Regions from separate parts of the Zea mays genome. Here region 2 is linked to region 1. Evidence: chromatin contacts called from public Hi-C data. All regions are on one chromosome and are shown on one strand. The core of a region is the stretch at or near the end of the contact, and the rest is flanking DNA. Distances in the headings are between cores, read along the strand shown.

Region 1 (7,427 bases), core at 2,392-4,891:
CTCCCTGCCACTCCCAATTGCTTTCAGTCTGAGAAACCTTAATCCCATAGTACATCTGAGGGAGTGTAATAAGGCTGCTGGAAACTGGAAAAGATGGAAAATGCAGATAAACATGGAACGTTGTCTCACAAAGTGACGGAACCATATAATTATTCAGTAATCCTATATGATCATGGGGTTACCTGCAAGAATGTTGTTCTTATCAACTGCAAGAACATTCCATGAATAATCTGAGTCCTGGGGACTCACTCTTGAAAGTTCACAGCTGATAAAAGAATAATTTTAAATTCAAATAACAAGTGACACTATGTATATATCATGAACATATCTTGTGCAATCAATCATGTTGGTGCAATCATGCAATCAAGCGATTTGGTGCAGTGTGCATCCAATCAAAATCCAACGGTGACTGCACCAGAAACTTAATGTCTATTTTACATTTAACCTCTTCCACCTAAAATAGCAGTAATTGTTAGATTTTGATTGGATGCACCGGATCACTTGATTCCACCAGCATGATTGATTGCGCAGGATATGCTCCCGTATATATCAGTCTATCAAAGGACAAAACAAATGTTTCAAATCACCTCACAACATTTACAGAAAGTATTACTTCCCTACTTCCCCAGACAGAAGATATAATCATAGTTTGTCCATCGGTAAGCCATGGATCCCTAAGCAAGCCAAAGCAGTATAGCCCAGGAAAACAGTTATCTTTGGGGCACAGCACAATGGGCACCTACATAATAGCAAGTATTAAAAATATGATATTAGGCAATCTATTTATCCAAGGAAGTGTCCACAATAGAACCAAAGCATTATCTCCACGTTCTTTTACTCTCAAGTGAAAATGTTAAAGGATAAAAGGAATGTTGAATTCAAACACTTTAATTACCCCCAATACAAGTATTCATCTAGCACTGCTTACTCAAAAGGTGATATGATGCATCTGTGTAAATGTATATCATACAGCACTTTGCTAAAAGGCAAAGGGGGTGGGGGTCCATACCACGTCAGCAACTCCAAGGCTCCCATCCAGTTTTCCATCTGTACACCATTCGATTCTATGCAATGAATTTGTAGCATTGTGTGCCCCACTATCTACAGCACTCTTCGCTGAGATGAAGACAAGATACTTCCCATCCGGACTATAAATAAAAGCTTCCATTATTTTGTGTTGCAATGTAGTGTTAATGTGCATGCATCAAAAAATTAAATTAAAAGATACAGTTCCTTTTGGTATGCACAATAAATTTATGTCATGCAAAAAGATTCTGAGATTCACATCTACTGCTTCCAGAGTCTTTGCAAAAGAGGGAAATGATAAGCCTCTTAACTTCCAAATTAAATAAAACAGTTAAGTTTACCTCTAACAGTGTCACTTAAAGTTTTTTTACGACACAGAAAATTCTACCTGACAATATGGACAGTCAATCAGTTTGTGACATAGAGGAACCCATATATCAAGTGAAAGTTTGAAACCAGTAACCATGGCAGATGACAGTCTAGGCACTCCTAATACTAAATGATAATCATAATTTAACAAATGAAAACAAAATAGCGTAGATGTTGCTTCCAATATATCCAGTTGAAATGATTAACCAAAGCTGAACAGTATAACTGAAGAAAAAAAATTGAAGTGTTCCTACCTGAACCGTGGGAAAAAGGCACTGCTCAGGTTTGCTGTTAATTTGATCATAGTTGTAGTTTCACCCTTATTGCCCCTATGCCAATATTCGAAACATGACATCAGAAAATAAAGCATATGCCTTACTATACCTTACAAGACATTTTGTGTACAATATGTCAGCATTTTTCACTTTATGATTTAAATTAATAAAGAAAAAGCATGTATTACCATTATTCATTTTTATTAAAAACTATAAAGGATAGACTTAGTGTCGAAGGCGCCCACATGAGTGTGTCTGGGAAAGGGATAAACCGAGGCAAGCCTTCTCCCCGCAAATGCGGAGAGGATGCTTCGAATCTGCAACCTGCTGACTCAGTGAGACAGCTCCCACCATTTTACTAGGCTTGCCTTCTTTTATTAAAAACTATGTTTCATAATTATCTTGAGGTTATGGGACTGATATTCTTACTCAGTTAATGATTTCTCAGCTTCTTGTCCGAAAGGATCAGGAGCAGCATACAGAGCACATGGTCTGTTGTAGCAGTATTTAATACCAAGCTTCCTTGGTGTCCCTTGGAACCCATTGTCAGATGACCATGCAACAAAAACCAAGCTATATGAAGATGATGGAGCCCAAATCACTTGGCCAACACTTAATGATCTAGGTATTTGCTTGACAGGTCGAACTTCACCACTGCAAGAACACATTATATTCCTCATAAAAACATGATATTTGTAATCTATCCCTTCAAGGTGACTATAAACATACCTGGAGATGTTGATGACGAACAGTGCAGGAATCCTTTTCTTGGAATAGGTTTCTCCCCAGGTCTCCTCCCAATCCCCTTGTCCCTTCCAGCTCTTGCAGTCCTTTTCTGATAAACCTTCCTTCTTGAATCCATAATCATTAAACACTGGCTTTGGTTGAGGAGGCTCCTCGGCAACATAAGCTATGAAAGTCTCTTCCTGGTTCCATGATATCCCTTCAAACCTGCATCAGAGCAGCACTTTAGCACAAGGAAGAGTTGCAATGGTAAAACGCTCTCTTCCTCTTCCAAAAGAAGAAAAGAAAGGATTAGGGAATTTACCATTCATCAGTATAGAGTGATCCATGAACAGATTTTGCAATATGTATCTCATTCTCTAACTGACATGGGCCCCAAATCTCTAGTTTTGTAGGGGAATCATCTTCAGAATTGCGTACTAGAAGAAGTTTTTCTCCAGATGGAGATGGAACTATTGCTGACACTCCACTTATTTCAGTAGGGAAGGGGGACCACTGAAAATCGACAGACTTTGAGGGACTCTTTGAAATGTGAGTATTCAAAAGGAATTGTCTCCTCTTATTGGCCAAAAGATCTGATTTGCCAATCGAAACCACTGCTTTGGACATGTCGTCTGCAGACCCCCGAATAACGACAAGAAAACTAAATTTCATGAAAGAAAAGGAGAGAGAGAGTAGCAACGACAGCGCATACCATCCTTGGAATTGAAGATCCAAGCCTTGCCAATAGTTGGGATTTTAACAAATTCTTGCAGCAACTTTGACTGGGAGGCATACTCATCAATCATGGTAGCGTCCACTGCCAGAGGCAATCCTTTGTCAGCAGCTGCTTCTGAGGCTTGTGTGGTAGACATAGCAATTGAGCGCAATGAAACCTTGCTAGTCCTGTGCAGTCAAAGGGATTAGATCAGCATCACCCACATGACAAACTGAACCTAGTAATCCAGATAAGACAAGCAGACCAATGCAAGATTCTTCCATGACTACTCAAATATTGTATGTTTACATGACAAGGCAGACGAGCATCGTAAACTAACCCAACTCTGAGATGTCATCCGAGAGACGAGAAAACAAGAGGAAGAACAAGAAGAAGTGGAACTTTTTTTTCAAGAGCTGACCTTTGTCGCAGCAGTGGCCCGCCGGGTTGAGCTCGAACCCGAGAAGTAGAGGCTGAGAGGAGTAAATTCGCCGCCGGGCAGCGGAATTTGGCACAGGCGACCAACACTCTGACCAAAACCACCATTACCACTGGTTAGATGGAGGGTTGGATATCGGCTCCGTCTGGCTCGGCTCCGTCTGGCTCGTTGTTCGGCTATTTCGGCTTAACACTCGGCTCGGCTACTGTTTCGAGCTAGGTACCCCTTATCTCTCAACGTCTGCAGTCTCCTTACCTCGAGTTGTTTTTAGCGCCTCCGTGTTCCCGAATTTTTTTGTTTTTTAACCATTTTTTCACCAAAATTTACATTTACACCTTTGAATGACTTATTTCAGTATTTAGACCCTTAACTCGGCGTCATAGGCTATAGCATCGAGCTCTGATGTGGCGTCGGCGGCTAGGGACGTGCCCTCCTAGCTCGGTGCCACAGATCTTGGCGCCGAGCTAGAAAGTCCTATAAATCGGTCGTTCTGTTGGTCGAGAGTTGCGGCCTCCTCTATTCTCAACTTTCTCTCCATTCAAATCTTCTTCAAAAACGACTGATTCGAGTTGGAATACTTTGTATACCAAGGTATGGTGTCTCACTGATTCGTTTTGTATATTGTGATGTATTTTTTTTATTATTAGTTTTGATTGTTGCTCCTAGGAACAATCGCCTTCACAGTTTTGACATATTTCACCCAGTTATCTTCAGAGCTAATGAAGATCAATCGTCAGACAACTGTCCCAGATGCAACATGGGACAATAAACCCTCAATTGATATGCTAGGGTCATTTAAATTGTAACTAATCTCCTCACAAGATCGAGAGAAAATTTGGCCAAAAGAGGGTATTTCATCTAACATCATAGTCACCTTCTTCATACCATAAAAACTAGCATTCTCATGAACATCTTCCTCCACGCTTCATCCATGGTATAGTTATAGATGGCCAATAAGCACGAGGCCCGTGAGTCCGGCACGAAGCCCGCTGTTTGGGCCCGATCCGAGCCCGGCACGGCCCGGTTCTATGCGGACCCGGGCCGGCCCGGCACAAATAAGAAGGTTGGGCCCGGAAAGGATACTAAGCACGGTGGGCTGGCCCGGCACGGCTCGTTTACCTCTAAGCCCGCCAAGTCCACTTTTTTGCACTAAACTGTGCTTAACGACCACTTAGCCCGTTTTTCGGCCCCCGCTTTTTCCGTGCTTACCGGGTCGGGCTGGTCCGTTTAGGCCCGCTGTGGGCCGGGCTCGGACAAGGAAACGAGCCCGCGAGTTTAAATGGCCCGACCCGTATTTCTAACCGTGCCTGGCGGGCCGAGCCCAAAACGGGTCGGGCTTCACCGGGCCCGGGCCGGTGGCCCGTTTGGCCATCTCTAGGTATAGTGTCACTAGGGTGTTCATCTATTGCAAACATGGATTACTAACTCAGTGTTGGGGGCCTGCTTCGTCGCCGAAGGTCCTCTAAGCAGAAACACCTTCGAAAGATCGGCATATAAGTAAATACAACGCGAAGGTACACGCCGAAGCTACGATCCAGGGAGCTTCGGCATAGTGACATGCCTTGAGACAAAGGGCTGCACCGACTTAAAGAGGAAAAGACCGATCAGTCCATGATAATTTATGTCATGATTGTAACTAGTCATCAAGGACATAAATATAATTTTGACCGGGCTGCGTCCCGTGCATATAAATAGGTGAACAGTACCCTTGTACTATTCACGCTGACTTGTATTCACTCGTGCGTCACGCTTGGACTTTTGCCTTCTGTCAAGCCGAAGGTTCAAATGTAATTCAATATTGTTCATGTTCATTCATGGTGATATAATAAAGATATATTAATGATGTCATATGATTATTCATGTTATCTCTCATGTTTCATATGCTTCTTCTTTCATTAATATATATATATACTGCAATGATGAAGGTACGTCCTTCATAACCTTCGTCTAAAGATCATTATATCCTAAGGGAGATAATGCTCTGAAGGACGAAGGACTTTAGCCATTAACATTTTGTGTTGCCTTGTTCTTAACTCATAGCATTTGAGAACAAGTCCCCAACATTAGCGCCCACCTCCGGTGAACTCACTTCCACAATTGAGCTCATGGCTTCGTTCAGCAACCAAGTTGTAGCACCTTCGGCTACGAAGCTGGTGCTCCCAATCACGGGTGGTTCAAGTGCAGAACCAGCCAACAAGAAGCAGAAGAAGGAAGCACAGAGAAGAGTGCAGAATGTTGGAGTGCAAGGACCCTTCATCAAGTCCAAGTGGTCCCACATTTCAATCCCCTTCTCCCAGGAGGACCTTCAGCTCAAAGATTACCCTCACAATGATGCTATGGTCATATCTTATGTCATCAAGGGATTTCTGGTTCATAATGCTCTGGTTGACATAGGCAGTGCAGCGGATATCATATTTGCTAAGGCCTTCAGACAGATGCAAGAGTCAGAGGACAAGATTCATGATGCTACACACCCTCTCTGTGGCTTCGGAGGAAGGCTTATTGTCGCACTTGGTAAAATCACAATGTCAGTTACCTTCGACTACGTCTACAACACAAGGACTGAACAGGTTGTCTTTGACATTATCGACATGGAGTACCCCTATAATGCAATCATTGGTCGAGGGACACTTAATGCCTTCGAAGCAATACTTCATCCAGCATATTTATGCATGAAGATACCTTCGGAACAAGGGCCCATTGCTGTCCATGGGAGTCAAGAAGCTGCTAGAAGGGCTGAAGGGAACTGGACAGATTCAAAGGCAATCCATAGCATAGATGGAGCTAAAGCCTGTCAACAGTATAAATACAAAAGAGAGAAGGCCGCTTCGGTGGATCAGCCGAAGCCTATGCTTCTATGTGAAGATATAGCAGAACAAAGGGCACTGCTGGGGTTTCAGTTATCTGATGAGCAAGAGAAGACTTTGCTAAGATTTTTATTCAACAACAAAGATGTCTTTGCTTGGTCAGTCAATGATCTCTGTGGTGTCAACAGAGATGTTATTGAACATTCACTCAATGTGGATCCATCTTTCAGGCCAAGAAAACAAAGGCTTTGAAAGATGTCTGAAGACAAAGCTGAAGGTGCTCGGAACGAAGTGAAGAGACTTCTTAGTGTCGGTGTCATCAGAGAGGTGAAATGCCCAGAGTGGCTAGCCAACACTGTTATGGTGAAGAAGGCCAATGGTAAATGGAGAATGTGCATTGATTTCACAGATCTTAACAAGGCTTGTCCAAAGGACGAATTTCCATTACCAAGAATAGACTCCCTTGTAGATGCAGCAGCTTCTTCAAAGCTCATGAGTCTATTGGATTGTTACTCAGGCTATCATCAAATTTGGATGAAGAAGGAAGACGAGCCGAAGACTAGCTTTATAACCCCTAGTGGTACCTATTGCTATCTTCGGATACGTGAGGGGCTCAAGAATGCTGGAGGAAGTTTAAGCAGAATGACAGCCAAGGTCCTTCATTCTCAAATAGGCAGGAATGTACTGACCTATGTTGATGATATCATAGTGAAAAGCACGAAGCAAGAAAATCACATTGTTGATTTGCAAGAGACATTTGCCAATTTCAGGCAAGCTCGTTTGAAATTAAATCCAGAAAAGTGTGTTTTTGGAGTGAAGAAGGGCAAGTTCCTTGGTTGCTTGGTATCAACAAAGGGAATCGAAGCCAATCCAAATAAGATCGAAGCTATCCTTCGGATGGAGCCACCAAATACAAAGAAGGGGGCCCAACAGCTGGCAGGAAGACTGGCATCATTAAACAGATTCATATCCAGATCAGCAGAAAGAAATCTGCCATTCTTTGAAATACTGAAGTCGGCCGAAGTTTTTCAATGGGGTCCGGCTCAGCAAAAAGCTTTCGAAGAGTTGAA
Region 2 (7,427 bases), core at 1,910-4,409, 230 kb after region 1:
AAATATACTAATGAGTTTGCTCCTAGTGTATGTCAGTTTTAAATCATAATAGGATGCACAGGAAAGAAATAAACGAACTAACAGGAAACCAAGTGTTAAAAGGATAAAGATCTGAAGGTGGTTTCTAGCGGAGATCCCCAAGTATTTTGATTATTCCTGATTAGTAATAGAGATCTTCGTATGATTAGTTCCTTTGCATGGTAAGGATGGTATGCACCAACTATTTCTATCCGCTTCAAAATTCTAATTTTGTAAAGTTGCAAAGTCGTCATGCTCTTTCTCCCCCTTATTTTTGAAATCCATGTTTTTCCAGTGCAGGCTGGTTCAACCGGGTTCTAGGCCGGTTCAACCGAAAATGACTGAGTTCTTCTCTGGATTTTTTCGGTTCAATCGGGTTTAGGGCCGGTTCAACCGAGATTTGCGCAGACGCACAGAATCAACCAGATCTGATTTGTGGGGCTATATAAACCTTTCCTCTTCTTGCCCAAACGCTAGAAACAACGAACCAAACCCTTGTGACGGTTGTCCTCCTCTGATTCAAAGCATTTCAACTCCAATATCGCGCCCTAAGTCGTCTCCCCTTCGATCGGTGGGAAGATTCATTGGTGTGAGATAAGTTTTCAATCTAAAGCGCGAATTTGATTCAAGTTCTTCATTCTCTTTCTCTCTAGTTGGTGCAAATCGTTCTTACTTGCGATATTATTGTTCTTGGAATGTGTCGTTCCTTGTGTGCTTGTAATCTTGTTTTGGGAGTGTCTAAGTTTGTGGACGACCCCAAGAACGTTTGTATCACCGGCTCTTTGTGGGCAAAATTAAGGGATTGCCTTGACCTATGTGGTCGGCATTGAGGAACGGGGTTGAGAAAGATCCAGCCCTTTGTGGGCACCTCAACGAGGAGTACAACACCTTGGTGGTGTGACCGAACCTCGGTAAAAATTGTGTGTCTTGTGTGCTTCATTGTGGTTGTGACTTGGTCATTATCATCTCAGATCTGTGATCTATCTAGTTAACTTTAGTTCAATTATTCCGCTACATTATTCATTGTAGATCTGAGTAGTTTCTATTAAGTTCACAGTTGAACAAGTGATTTGCGATTAAACCGGCCTCAAGACCGGTTGAACATGCCTCACTTGTTAAACCGTCTTTTTCTCATAAAAGTTCGAAGTTTATTGAGAATTGCAGGTGTTGCCTATTCACCCCCCTCTAGGCTACTTTCAATGGATCAGTTCCCACCCACATGGTCTTGGCCTTTGCCTTGGTGAGCATGGTCGTGCGCCATGTACCCAGGAAGCTCGTAGGGGATGTGCGGGTGAAGGGGCAGTGCTTGGTGGGGTCGGCATAGAAGGCGGCACACTCGAGCGGTGACCGCTAGTCGGGAAACCTAACACCGAGGTCGCGGTTGTCTGATTCTCCAACTGCAGCCGACGAGGGAGTGGAACAGGCGGTGGAGAAAGGGGAGAGAGGCGCACAGACATGGGAGAGAAGGAAAGATAGGGAAGGATGACTCACAGGAGAAAAGGTGGCTGACGAAGATGGCGGCGATCGGTGGTGGAAGGGACGCATTGCCGTTGTGAATCGCGCTGCCGTCGTCGCTTTCACACCCATGCGTGTCTAGGGTGAAGTTCCACAGCTATTTTTTTCTGGATCGATTCTAGGCCGGGATTGGTGGTTTTCGTTTGGATTGAGCGTAGTTTGCAAACACATGTGGGCTAAATGAACAACCATTTGATCACGGGCTGGTATTAGATTCACAGCGGCAATGATACCTATGGATCATACAACGATCCCCGTCGTTTAGACCCAACCGAACATGGCCTAAGGAGTATAGCTTGAATGTGTTTGGGGTTGAGACTGTTTATATTTTGCGGGTGAGCCCTAGAATTCTTTTAAAAAAATAACGTCTGTGCCTCACAGTAGCTGTAGGAGTAGGGTGTTGCATCTCGCGCTTCAATTCGGTCGACAGCGGCTCCTGTGGTCTCCAGCCTTTACCGCTTTGGCAACTGGTTCTGTTTCAATCAGGTCCATGCCGTATCTTGCTAAAGCTAAAAATAAATGCGTTCACGGGAACGGCGTGTGTCCGTGTTTCTGCTCTGCTGCATGCAGCTCTCGCCTTTATTTTTTCTTTCCATCAAAAGCAACCGATGACCAACGGCCTTACACAGTCTGTCGAGAACTCGAGATTCTCCATCCCCCCAAATGAAAACGAGGTCGTAAATCTCGCTTCACGTCGGTAAGTCTAAAAAATCTTAAATTTAACTGAACTTGTTAAAGATATTGTCAACATTTAGATGTTTAGTTAAATTTACTATAAAAAAAGTATCTTAAGATACGTCCATTCAGTAAAAAAAAACAAAAAGAAAAACTTTAACTATTCGACAAACGAGATTTTTTTTTCCCGGGTTGCCGTCCCACTGCACGGACTAGTTGCCAGGCATCTTCCCTGAAACAAAAAGGAAAACACCAGTTCTAGGCACGTACGTACTACGCTTACGTGTATATAAATATTTATCGGCTGTGGACAGATTATAGAGGGCATCTTGTTGCGACGGGGCGACGAATGTCCGTCTCCAGCCACCCGTCCGTTCGCAAATCACGTACAAAGCTACTTTGTGTTAGCAGAAACAGCATAAAAAACAAAATAGATCAACTAACAAATCTGGAAGCACGACACATAAATTTACTTAAAAACCTTTCAATGAGAAAGGAAAAATTATGAGCACCAGCCAGTTGATGTGAAGTGTTTATGTAACGTCGTTCGTAGACGGCGGCTTACAAGAGAAGTAAAAAGACGACGTGCGATAAATTCTAATTAGGTTCATTAATATATACCTAAGTTTTTGGACGATGGGTATCCACTCTGCTCGCTAATATTGTCTCTATATTCAGAATTTGGATCACAAACTTAATAGTTTGGTTGGTTATGTATACAGTATACTCACGCACCAACGCACGCACGCCGCGAGAAGGATTAGCGAAACGCTGGTGGTTTTTTGTCCACTAGCCGGTGCGTCCCCGCGCGGGAATCATTCGGGCCTGCCTCTCTACTCTGCTCCCAGCTACTAGTCCCTCACTCACTTCTCTCAGACTTGTGTGTCTCGTCCTATATATATATACACACGCTACGCTATAGCTGCTCACACACATAGTATCGTCGTCTCTCTCTCCTTCCCACCAACAACGCACGCGTCGAAGAAGGAAATGATTAGTAGCAGCCATACTTGCTCCGCCTATTAATAGCCAGCGCGCGCGTCTTGTTTTGCTCTCTTCTGTTCTGTTTTGCCCTAGATTAGCGGCGGCGTTTTGGCCTCGCGCGAACGTCTCGTCCTTGCCGTCTCGCGCGCGTGCGTACGTGCCTGCATTGCGATTTGCAATTATTACGATCGCGCGGCGGCGGCGGCGGCGGCATGAAGCTCCTCTCGCCGGCGGCCGCACCGTCGTCCTCGCCGTTGTTCCCTCCTCGCATCGTCGAAGGTACGTGTACACCGTCGTCAGCAGCTGCTACCTCCGCGGCGCCGGCCAGCCGAGGTTCCATGATGCCTATCTATCTATGTATAGTACGTATATGGCGCCGCGCCAGGCCCTTGCCCTTGTCGTCTGCCTGCATGCCTACTACTACAAGCTACTTCCAAATTTCGCATTGTCCTCGGCGCTACACGGCCGGTGGGCAATCAGACAAAGAAACAAACGTGTAAGCAAGATGAAAAATTGTATTTTTGGGTTCGGACAAGCAAGTCGTCGTCGTCGTCTTAGGGTAGCCACACACACAGGCAGATGGGCAATCAGACAAAGAAACAAACATAAGCAAGATGGAGAGAGGCAGGCAGGCAGTCAGGCGCTGCTGCTGCTAGTGCTAGCTCTTGCTTTGTTGTGTGTCCTGATGGTCGAGTTCCTCACCGCTGCTTTTGCTTTTCTGCTTTCACTTGCCTGCAGCTGCAGCTCGTCAATCAGGTCCATGCCGTATCCGCATCCGTATCCGTGGCAAAGCAGCAGCAGCAGGAGGAGGAGGAGGCGCGGGCGCGACGGGGCCCCGCGGCAGCCTCAGGCTCGCCGGGTGGTGGAGAGCGCAGCAGCAGGCCCCGGCCACGGCGACGACAACGCAGCAGCCTGACAACGTCTCCAGTGCTAAAGGTGCTAGCTTGCTCGTTATATTTGATTTGACTAGTCTCATCATCCACCCCCCAGTCACGTACACAGATGCTCTCTCTCTCTCTCTCTCTTGAATTGATGAGCGAACGAAACACTCAGACAGATGCTGTGCCGTGCTGCAGTGCGCCCGTAGCAGCACAGACACTCTGCCGCACGCACCTGCGCTTGTCGCTTCCCCTCTTGCTATATCTCCTGCTGCTTTTGCTAAAGCCGGAAACCAAAAAGAAAGTTGAGCTTTTCGTCACAATTTTGCTTTACTTATTAAGTGCTAGTCCGTTTTGTTTATACGACCTTACTATTAGCTTCTAGCCCGGATTCAAAGTGCTACAGTGCGTTTTCACTAACAACATTTAGGATTATAGCACATCAAATTTGACTAGTGTTACAAAAATATATATTAGCATCATACATATTTAGTTAAAGTTAAAAATATTTAATTTGTATGAAAAACAAGAGTGACACTCTCTATGGGATAGGCCGAGTACGCACCATGCATGATTACTACTATTAGGCTATCTCCAGCAGCGTTACCTATTCTACCTTCTATTTCAAACTTTACTTCGTAAACAGTATAATTTGTAATGCAAAACAATGTTTTATACGGTCATATACACGGTTCGCTAGCCACAGCCTAAGGCCAACTCCAATAGACTGTTCTGTACTGCAGACGACAATGTTTACATAGTAAAGTTTGAAATACTGATTGAAGTACGTAGTTTGCTGGAGATAGCATAAGCCTCCTTGATAAGGCTCTTTCAAAGGCTCCTCCAACAACTCCTTAAAAAATCTATGAAACGGGGGCTATTCCGCTAGCTTCTCGTTGAAAATAGCAAGGAGCTGCTTCCAAGAAACGAGCAAAGTCGGGGGCTCGAAAAGAGGCTTCTAAGGCTCCCTCCCATCCTCCATTCCTCCCCTCTCTCATGGGTTCCATGTTGGCTGAAGGTGCTGCATTTCGTACTAAATAGGGTGCTCATCCCGAAACTTTTTGTGAAAACAAGAACATAGCTATTTTCACACAAGAGCCAAAACCAGAGTTGGAGTTGTTGACACAAAAGTCTAACTAAAGGCGGGCAAACATGCATACCTGGTATTCCGCGGTGTGTTGGTCTTGCATATATTCAATTTTCCTATTAAGTTCACAATGTTTACATTTTATTATTTACTAGGTAGGTGCTCGTGTATGGTTACCGTTTCTATATATCATATAGGTAGACCTTGATTAAATGTGATAGTTATTTAGACACAGCTGATCCATTTAATATTGTTACGACCTGATACGACACTATTTGAAATAGGCCCATGTTGGACTAGCCCGCAAGTGCCGATCCAGCCTGATACGATTATATTAAGATATATATATTTACAATGTATATCCTTGGTATATAAGAAATGTCTTTCCTATAACACAAAAGCAGATGAGTTGTATTGGCCAGCACCTTCCCTCTATAAGGCGCATGGTCGAGGCGCTGCAGAGGAGGCACATAGGGAGGGAGGATGCACAACGATTTTGACACTTAGGGCTAGTTTGACAACTCAATTTTTCTAACACCCCGTTTGGATCATTGGAATTGAATTCCATTCTAATAACAGTAATTTAGGTATATATCAATTAAGCTAATTCGGTTTTATGTAAAATATATTTGTATACTATTATTATTAAGATGTCGGAGATATTTATGTGCTATATTTTTAGTATAGAGGAGTGAGACGAATAGGGTCATGTAATTTACAGAGTACAAACAAATTCTACTAATACATAAAATCATTTTCAATCCTCCACCCCATGAATTCGAGGTAACCTTATATCTGGACTTTAGAAAATGGTGGAATATCAAATTTCGAGCTAAATATGTTACTTTATTGAATGAATTTCAATTCCTTTAAAATGAAGGGATTCAAACGGCCCGCAAGGGAAAATAAACTGGTTTCATTGGAAAATGGAAATTTCTTCAAAGAATGGGATTGCCAAACTAGCCTTTAAAGTAGTAGGAGATCTATTTATTTATTTTGACAAAATATATGAAAAAAAGGTTTTAGCTCCTTCACGATCATCGATCGATGCCTTATCGGTGACGGAAGGTGGATCGCTATCAACCGTACTGCTGCAAACAGTAGTTGACTGCGAAATTAAGATTCTTGATGTGTGATTGATTATGAGGTAACTGTCCACATTGTCCTCTTTGTTTCTTGACCCCAAATCCTTGGCGAACTTTACTCATCAATCACAAAGGTATCTCTGTATGTGTGTGGTCAGAGGGATCCTGTCCTCCTTGTACCCCACTGTTCTTTTTAGCTAATGCAAATTGCCATTGGATCAACTTGGTGATTTTGATGGATACAGAGATCAAATATCCGATCAGGAATATAGTAGATATGGCACTCCAAGGTAGATAGATGATTAGACTGGACCGCAGAGGTATCTTCAGTTTTTTTTTGCCATGTAACTCGCGCGCACAGCAGGGAATCTGATTGTGTGTGTAAGGGAGATTTTAAAGAACTGGCCATCTATCTTCTGTTGGGAGAAATGAAGTCAAAATGGGTAATGCAGTGCTGAATCTGACGCTCTAGTTGACGTTACGCTGCTCTGCTCAGGCCAGCAGGTTCATGGTCCTTTGTTGCATGCTGAACACTTGCTAGAGATGCAATTGGGTGCCGAAAAATAAACCAACAGTAGCTCAATCTGACCAGTCACATAATTTTCTTCAGTTTTCCTCCTTTGAGAAATGTTTTGTTGGAGCTGGGTTTTCCTGCAGTGTTCCAGACCAGCCGTGTGGAAACCGAGTCCGAAATTGCGAAATGGCCAGGGAAACCACAAGACCTTGAGGATGAGCACCAGGTGGTCCGTCTTAGGTTGTTTTCAGTTCACAGATGCTTGTTGCTGAAATTAATAAATCTTCGTCTGTAGGCTGAGGAGGCAGAGCTGCAGCCACTTATCGACCAGGTGAGGGCGATGCTACGGTCGATGAACGACGGGGATACCAGCGCCTCGGCGTACGACACGGCGTGGGTGGCGATGGTGCCGAAGGTGGGCGGCGACGGCGGCGCCCAGCCCCAGTTCCCGGCCACCGTGCGCTGGATCGTGGACCACCAGCTGCCCGACGGCTCCTGGGGCGACTCGGCCCTGTTCTCCGCCTACGACCGCATGATCAACACCCTCGCCTGCGTCGTCGCGCTGACCAAGTGGTCGCTGGAGCCCGCGAGGTGCGAGGCGGGGCTCTCGTTCCTGCACGAGAACATGTGGAGGCTAGCGGAGGAGGAGGCGGAGTCGATGCCCATCGGCT

The links. A called contact is a pair of places that touch in the nucleus more often than the background predicts.
Region 2: a Hi-C map of ear shows a contact between it and region 1, with 3 times the contacts expected there. The contact joins the promoter of an1 here to the promoter of LOC100285393 in region 1. A contact is called at or near these places in 7 of 25 Hi-C or Micro-C datasets (ear, endosperm, leaf and 1 more).

The regions. Positions count from the first base shown.
Region 1 is chr1:246,659,691-246,667,117 of Zm-B73-REFERENCE-NAM-5.0, forward strand. LOC100285393 reads right to left here and starts at 3,642. Exons shown (of 18, transcript NM_001158286.2): 1 at 3,533-3,642; 2 at 3,109-3,299; 3 at 2,719-3,028; 4 at 2,400-2,621; 5 at 2,100-2,324; 6 at 1,650-1,724; 7 at 1,010-1,148; 8 at 588-739; 9 at 183-265; 10 at 1-84. The coding sequence starts at 3,268.
Region 2 is chr1:246,892,353-246,899,779 of Zm-B73-REFERENCE-NAM-5.0, forward strand. It overlaps an1 (CPP synthase), which reads left to right and starts at 3,160. Exons shown (of 13, transcript NM_001111859.3): 1 at 3,160-3,471; 2 at 3,931-4,128; 3 at 6,900-6,982; 4 at 7,052-7,427. The coding sequence starts at 3,405.